2 separate regions of the Mus musculus genome follow, and region 2 is linked to region 1. A link is a contact called in public Hi-C data. All regions are on one chromosome and are shown on one strand. Each heading gives the region's core, a stretch centred on a gene start, on an enhancer-like site or on the middle of the called end of the contact. The rest is flanking DNA. Distances are from core to core; before and after follow the strand shown. Region 1 holds the start of 4933412O06Rik (RIKEN cDNA 4933412O06 gene). Region 2 has its middle 24 kb from the start of Gm31450.

Region 1 (2,998 bases), core at 251-2,750:
TGATACATTTCAGGCTGCAGGAAACAGGGGAGGTGGAAAGGAGTGAAACCTGTAACCAGAAACTGTCTGACAACACTCACTGCAGAGGAGGCTACCTCTGGCCCATTTTATAACTGTGTGCTAAGAATATTAAATTCTGTAGAAAGTTAAGGAAGTGGTCCATGTCACTTCAGGGACTGAATCATCAGGTTTTGGAAAACTGTGATAGGAGAGCCAGAGAAGGTCAGGGATGCTGTTGTACCCCGACACAAGAAACAGCTCACTGTCCCATAGAGTCTGCACATCCAAGAGATGATTCTGGAGGCTGCTTCTCTCTTTCTCTCGAGGCTGGGACAAAACACCCATCCAATATGCCCATTAATTATCACAACTCAGAGAAAACTCTCATTCTCCCCACTCTCCAGATGAGAACGCTGGGGCTCACACAAGCTCACTACCGAGTCAGATGAATACACTTTTAGTCCCCTAAATTCATTAATTCTGGCTTCAATTTCCTGCTATAATCATTTCAACCGTTTATCATTGCTGGCCAGAACCTGGTAACACAAATATTTACTTAGTCTAAAGTACATTGGCTTACTGGTTTTTAGTAGCTGAAAACCTCCAATAAAAGCTACATTGGTATTAATAAGGAAAGAACACATTTAGTGTGAAAGAGAAGGGCTTTCTGAGCAAAGATTAAACGTCATACTGCTCTCTCACACTAAGCAGTTCTTTAGGACAGAGGATTCTGGAATTACAACTGTTTTCCATGAACCTTAATATTTTTAGTGTTCAGTTTTTAAATTATTTATGTGCTCTTTCCTTATTGATATTAACTCAAGTTTTTAATATTCTTATGTGTTAGCTACTTTCCTTATCTTGGATTTGGAGGAGTAGAGAGCATCTTTGTTGGGGGTGAGTCGACTCATTCATTCCCAAAGGGCTCTAAAAGTCAAGGTAGCGTGTGTCGTGTGAGAGACACTTAAAGGTTCTGTAGTGGCCCAGCGTGATCAATTGGGCAGTCTAGAGAAACTCTTCTGAGAGCAGTAGGTATATGGCTCTGAGGACACAAAGTCAGGATTCTACGAGGCTCTTGGAATGTTCTGGAAAAAGTTTTTCCTAGTAGAGTCAATGAGGGAAAGATACATTCAGCAGCCTGCTTGTAATGGTTAAAATATTCTTGAGCTAGTTCTTTCTACAAGTTATACACATTTCAAATCCCTATAGCTATTTTTGTTTAACTTTCTTAGACTTGATATACCTCCATTTTTATTTTCTTCCTACCAAGCCATTTAAAGGCATTTCTTAAATGAAAGAGTTCTGTCGGGTCTTCTGCCAAAAGGTTCTAAATTCTAGAATTTTGTTCCTCTCTTTTCCCCAGAAAACAAAAATTGTAGTTCATGTTCAACAAAATCTTAATTACATTAAAAAAAAAAAAAAAAAAAAAAAAAAAGGAATCTTTGCGGCATAGCCAAAGAGCAGCTGACCTCAGCGGTTGCCAGGCAACACTGTCCACATTCAAGCTCTGACTCAAAGAGGGTGCATGATGCAGCCCCGCACTGGAGCAGGAGCCGAGCAAGATACGTGCAGTGTGGCGGGCAGTATTGGCCAAGATCGGGCCTGAAGTGAACTTTGTGGCTTGAAGATTCCCGAGCAGCAGCAGTCCTTTTTGAGAAGTGGGATAATTTGTTTTTGGCAATACACTGTTTCTTTTTTCCGCGGGTGAGAAGAAAAAAAAAGTGTGGGAAAAAGCTTTGGAAATCTTGCAAGACCTCTTGGACATAGACTATGTGTTACAAAACATATTTTTGACGAGTTAAGTGTTAACCAACCAAAAACAGACAGATTGTCCTTCCCATGTTAGCTTCAAAATGCAGCAGGGGAAGCGACCATTACTGAACACCCTGTGAAGTTGCCGAACCCTGTCATTTTCAAAAGCTTGTCAAAAAGCCCAGAGCACAGAGGCCAGAACGGAGTTACTTGTCCCTTTCTGCAGGATGTGAGTGCAGCCTTCTGGGTGAGCGAGCCGGAGAGAAGAAGAAAGAAAGAAAGAAAAAAGAACAATACCAAATCAAAGGACTCCAACTGTCAGTGAAGGGTGGTCCAGAATAAAACTTTCAAAGGAGAAAAAGATTCATTTTAAACCATAATGAATTCTCTTTGTCATTGAAAATTCATCTAAAGACATATTCCATGACTACTTTTGACAGGCAATGATCTGAATATGTGATGTGCAGAGACATTATTTCTTGTCCTCCAAAAGCTCTTAAGGACTTCGGGAAGAAATGGATCTGTAAGCAGATAATTACAATACATTGTGATTTTATAAGAATTCAGGAAAACAAGAACAGAAGTGCTAATTCTACTGAGACCTGAGAAGATCTAGGAGAATTGTTGGGTCTTTTATTATTATTATTATTATTATTATTATTTTTTCCATTTTTTATTAGGTATTTAGCTCATTTACATTTCCAATGCTATACCAAAAGTCCCCCTTACCCACCCACCCCCACTCCCCTACCCACCCACTCCCCCCCTTTGGCCCTGGCGTTCCCCTGTACCGGGGCACACTAAGTCTGCGTGTCCAATGGGCCTCTCTTTCCAGTGATGGCCGACTAGGCCATCTTTTGATACATATGCAGCTAGAGTCAAGAGCTCAGGGGTACTGGTTAGTTCATAATGTTGTTCCACCTATAGGGTTGAAGATCCCTTTAGCTCCTTGGGTACTTTCTCTAGCTCCTCCATTGGGAGCCCTGTGATCCATCCATTAGCTGACTGTGAGCATCCACTTCTGTGTTTGCTAGGCCCCGGCATAGTCTCACAAGAGACAGCTACATCTGGGTCCTTTCGATAAAATCTTGCTAGTATATGCAATGGTGTCAGCGTTTGGATGCTGATTATGGGGTGGATCCCTGGATATGGCAGTCTCTACATGGTCCATCCTTTCATCTCAGCTCCAAACTTTGTTTCTGTAACTCCTTCCATGGGTGTTTTGTTCCCACTTCTAAGGAGGGGC
Region 2 (2,998 bases), core at 333-2,832, 110 kb before region 1:
TTATAAGATTCCAAAGGCAGGGACCAGGCATGAAAAAAAATCTCCTTTGGAGATGTTGGTCAAGAAAATCCAAGAAACTCCAAAACAATATATGCCATTGTCTTTGGTTGCTTTCCAGGATTTAAAGAAACCATGACTCTGGACACAGGACTTAAATGAACTGATCTGTATCAGTGATCTGGAAACCTACTCTGAGAATTTGTTTCATAGCATTTGTAGTTATATGTAAACTACCAAAGCTGAGTGAAATAATTATGAGTGCTGCCCACCTGTGAAGCCTGCGATTCACAATAAATGATCATCACGTACACGCAAAGATGCAATAATGGCACTCATGCATGTGTGGTAACAAACAGCTGTGTAATTGGATGCAAGGCAAGTTCAACAGGAGGAAATTCAGGCCTGTACCATAAATGATGCTGATAAGGATATGCAACCTATGGAGAACCTACTGCTGCCACTTTCCCAAATACTCAAGTAAGTGTACTTGACTTCATCAAGTAGACAGAGATGATGATAGAAATCCACAGTTGGTCAAAATTCAGAGAACAACTGACTACAGGATGCCCAACCTCAAATAATACATCTATAATACACCCTATACCAATGGCTCAGGAAATACCCTGAAAGAGGAAGCAAAAAAGACTGTGTGATCCAAAGAAGTCAGAAGTCTTTGAGTGAATCAACTGCATATGACAAGAAAGCTATACCCATAAAATCTTAACAAACCTGGAGGATGACAACACAGTTTTACAAGACAAAACTGTGGAAAACAGAATTCATCAGACTCTACACCTATAGAACTACAAGCAACTAATGACTAGCATGAAGCTGAGAATCCATCTTCTCCAGGTAATTGGTTGTTCAATATGCAGTGATCAACCTAAAACATGTATACATATACATGTATATATACATATACGTGTGTGTGTGTGTGTGTGTGTGTGTGTGTGTGTGTGTGCATGTGGTGTGTGTGCAATCCAGGATTTAGGGAGTTGCAGGAGGAATATGAAGAGGTTGGGAGAAGAGAAAGGAGGGGAATTATGAGACTACAGTATGATTGTTAAATTATTTTTAATGAAAATGAGTTAGAGAAATGGCTCAGTAGTTAAGAATTCATACTTTTCTTGCATAGGACCCTGGTTTGAATCCCAGAACCCATGTCAGAGGGCTCACCACTCTCTATAACTTCAGTTCCAGAAGTCCTGATGCTTTGTTCTGATTCCCTGGGCACTGGACTCATTTGTGCACATCCACAGCCTGTACATATAATTTAAAAGAAATTTTAAGTATTCTATATTATATGATAAAACACATGATAAGCCTAATTGCATTCCTTTTAGATTCAGTGTTATATTACCTACTAAAAACAAAGAAAATGTAAACGAAATTTTAAAAACCTACTGACTGGATTCTTGTTTGTCTTTGTTATGAATATTGTTCTGAGTAGACCTGGAGCTAGCTGATGTTAGAGGGTGAAATAACTGTCATTTTCTTAGTCACACAGTGAGCCAATGTGTCACACCAGAGGCCTTTTCCTTATTACCACAGAATGAAAGATGGGGCTGTCTGTTGTAATGAGGAAAATTCCCTAGTCTAAGGAAGCCACAGAAAGTCATAAGAACACTGAATGCCAGCATCATCATATGTTTATCTAAGAGACCTCATGGCCAATTTGGTCATGCTGATCTTTCCCACTGCTCTTTTGCTGCTGGTTCATTCACAGAGACACTGAAAGGTCATATGTCTCATTGGAATTGGCAACTATGAGTTGATCACCGTCTTCCCATTATCTCCCAGCCTACAGTCTGAGAGCTAAGAAAAAGTCAGATACACTCACTAGACCTAGAATTCCCACTGGCTTCTTTTCTTGCCTTTCTTTTCTTTTTGCCTTCCTTATTCTTGCGATTACAAATCATACACCTATATAGTAAACCAGATTTGAAATGTTTTTATGCAGTAAGCAGCTCCTTAGCAACTTAACCATCTTATACCCAGCAAAGAACTATGAAAGCCTTATTTTCTATATTTGGCATGTTGTCTAAGTGAAAAAAGGAGCAAACTTTCATTTTACCTTACCCTAACAAAGTTGATACATGAAAATACCAGTAGAATCAATCCAATGTGAACATCTAGATTTAATTTTCATATAATCAACTGTGTGATCCTAGTAACTCAATTGAGTTAATGATCAAATCACTGAGGAGAGGGTCTAATTCAACATAGCGGCAATCAATTTATTTGCTGTTCAAAAGATGTAATTATTCAACCGATTGTACTACATTGATAGTTACACATAGGATATAGTCAAACACCCAGGGGAACTGAGGGCTTTCCAAAGTCCCAAAATTTACAATGACAATCTCCACATACAAGGCATTCTAAAAAGAGGTTTTTGGGTTTTACCATTGAGTCCATATTTAGTGGTTCTGGTGTAAAACAGACAATAAATATTATTTTTGAATCCAAAAATTCTGATCTTGGCTCAGCCTTGGTCCATCTGTGATTTTCCTCTTAAGTGGTGAATTCAGCCAGACATATGTCTGAATGTATCATAATTCAAAAGGATCACTGATTAAATCTTAAATAATTCATCTCTAAGAACAAGCAAATGATTCAATAGTGCTTCAAGAATAAGCATCTCCAATAAAGAGAATAGGTGTATCACAATAAGCGTTAATATCACAGAATTGTGTGTTTCTATGTGACACATTGTACTCTAATCTCTATCATCTTGGCATGACAAATCAACCAAGAATTCCCACTAAAATAAAAAATAATCACTATGGATCGGGAATGTTTGAATTTTTGTATTTTTTGCAATCAAATCATGAAAAGATGAGAGAAGAGACTATTTTATGGTATCTTAGTGACATTTATAAAGAAGCAAGAAACCATTAGCACAGGTACACACCCCAGAGTATCACTCCACCAGGCTTGGCATCAAACAGTATCTTAGAGTATAAGAAAAGATTAAAAATGAGTTTCCAACCATATT

The links. A called contact is a pair of places that touch in the nucleus more often than the background predicts.
Region 2: a Hi-C map of adipose-derived mesenchymal stem cells shows a contact between it and region 1, with 2.2 times the contacts expected there. The contact joins the enhancer-like site here to the promoter of 4933412O06Rik in region 1. A contact is called at or near these places in 2 of 484 Hi-C or Micro-C datasets (adipose-derived mesenchymal stem cells and liver) and 1 of 115 datasets of contacts at active chromatin or transcription factors (embryonic fibroblasts).

What each region holds. Positions count from the first base shown.
Region 1 is chr13:15,801,132-15,804,129 of GRCm38.p6, reverse strand. It overlaps 4933412O06Rik (RIKEN cDNA 4933412O06 gene), which reads left to right and starts at 1,500. Exons shown (of 3, transcript NR_045507.1): 1 at 1,500-2,275.
Region 2 is chr13:15,906,540-15,909,537 of GRCm38.p6, reverse strand. It overlaps the pseudogene B230303A05Rik. Among named protein-coding and RNA genes, the nearest start is that of Gm31450, 24 kb to the left of the region's middle. Within about 2 kb of position 1,582, at least 9 of the 459 cell types and tissues checked have an H3K27ac peak or open chromatin away from gene starts, as enhancers often do. A contact at or near this core is called in adipose-derived mesenchymal stem cells, where this site is marked.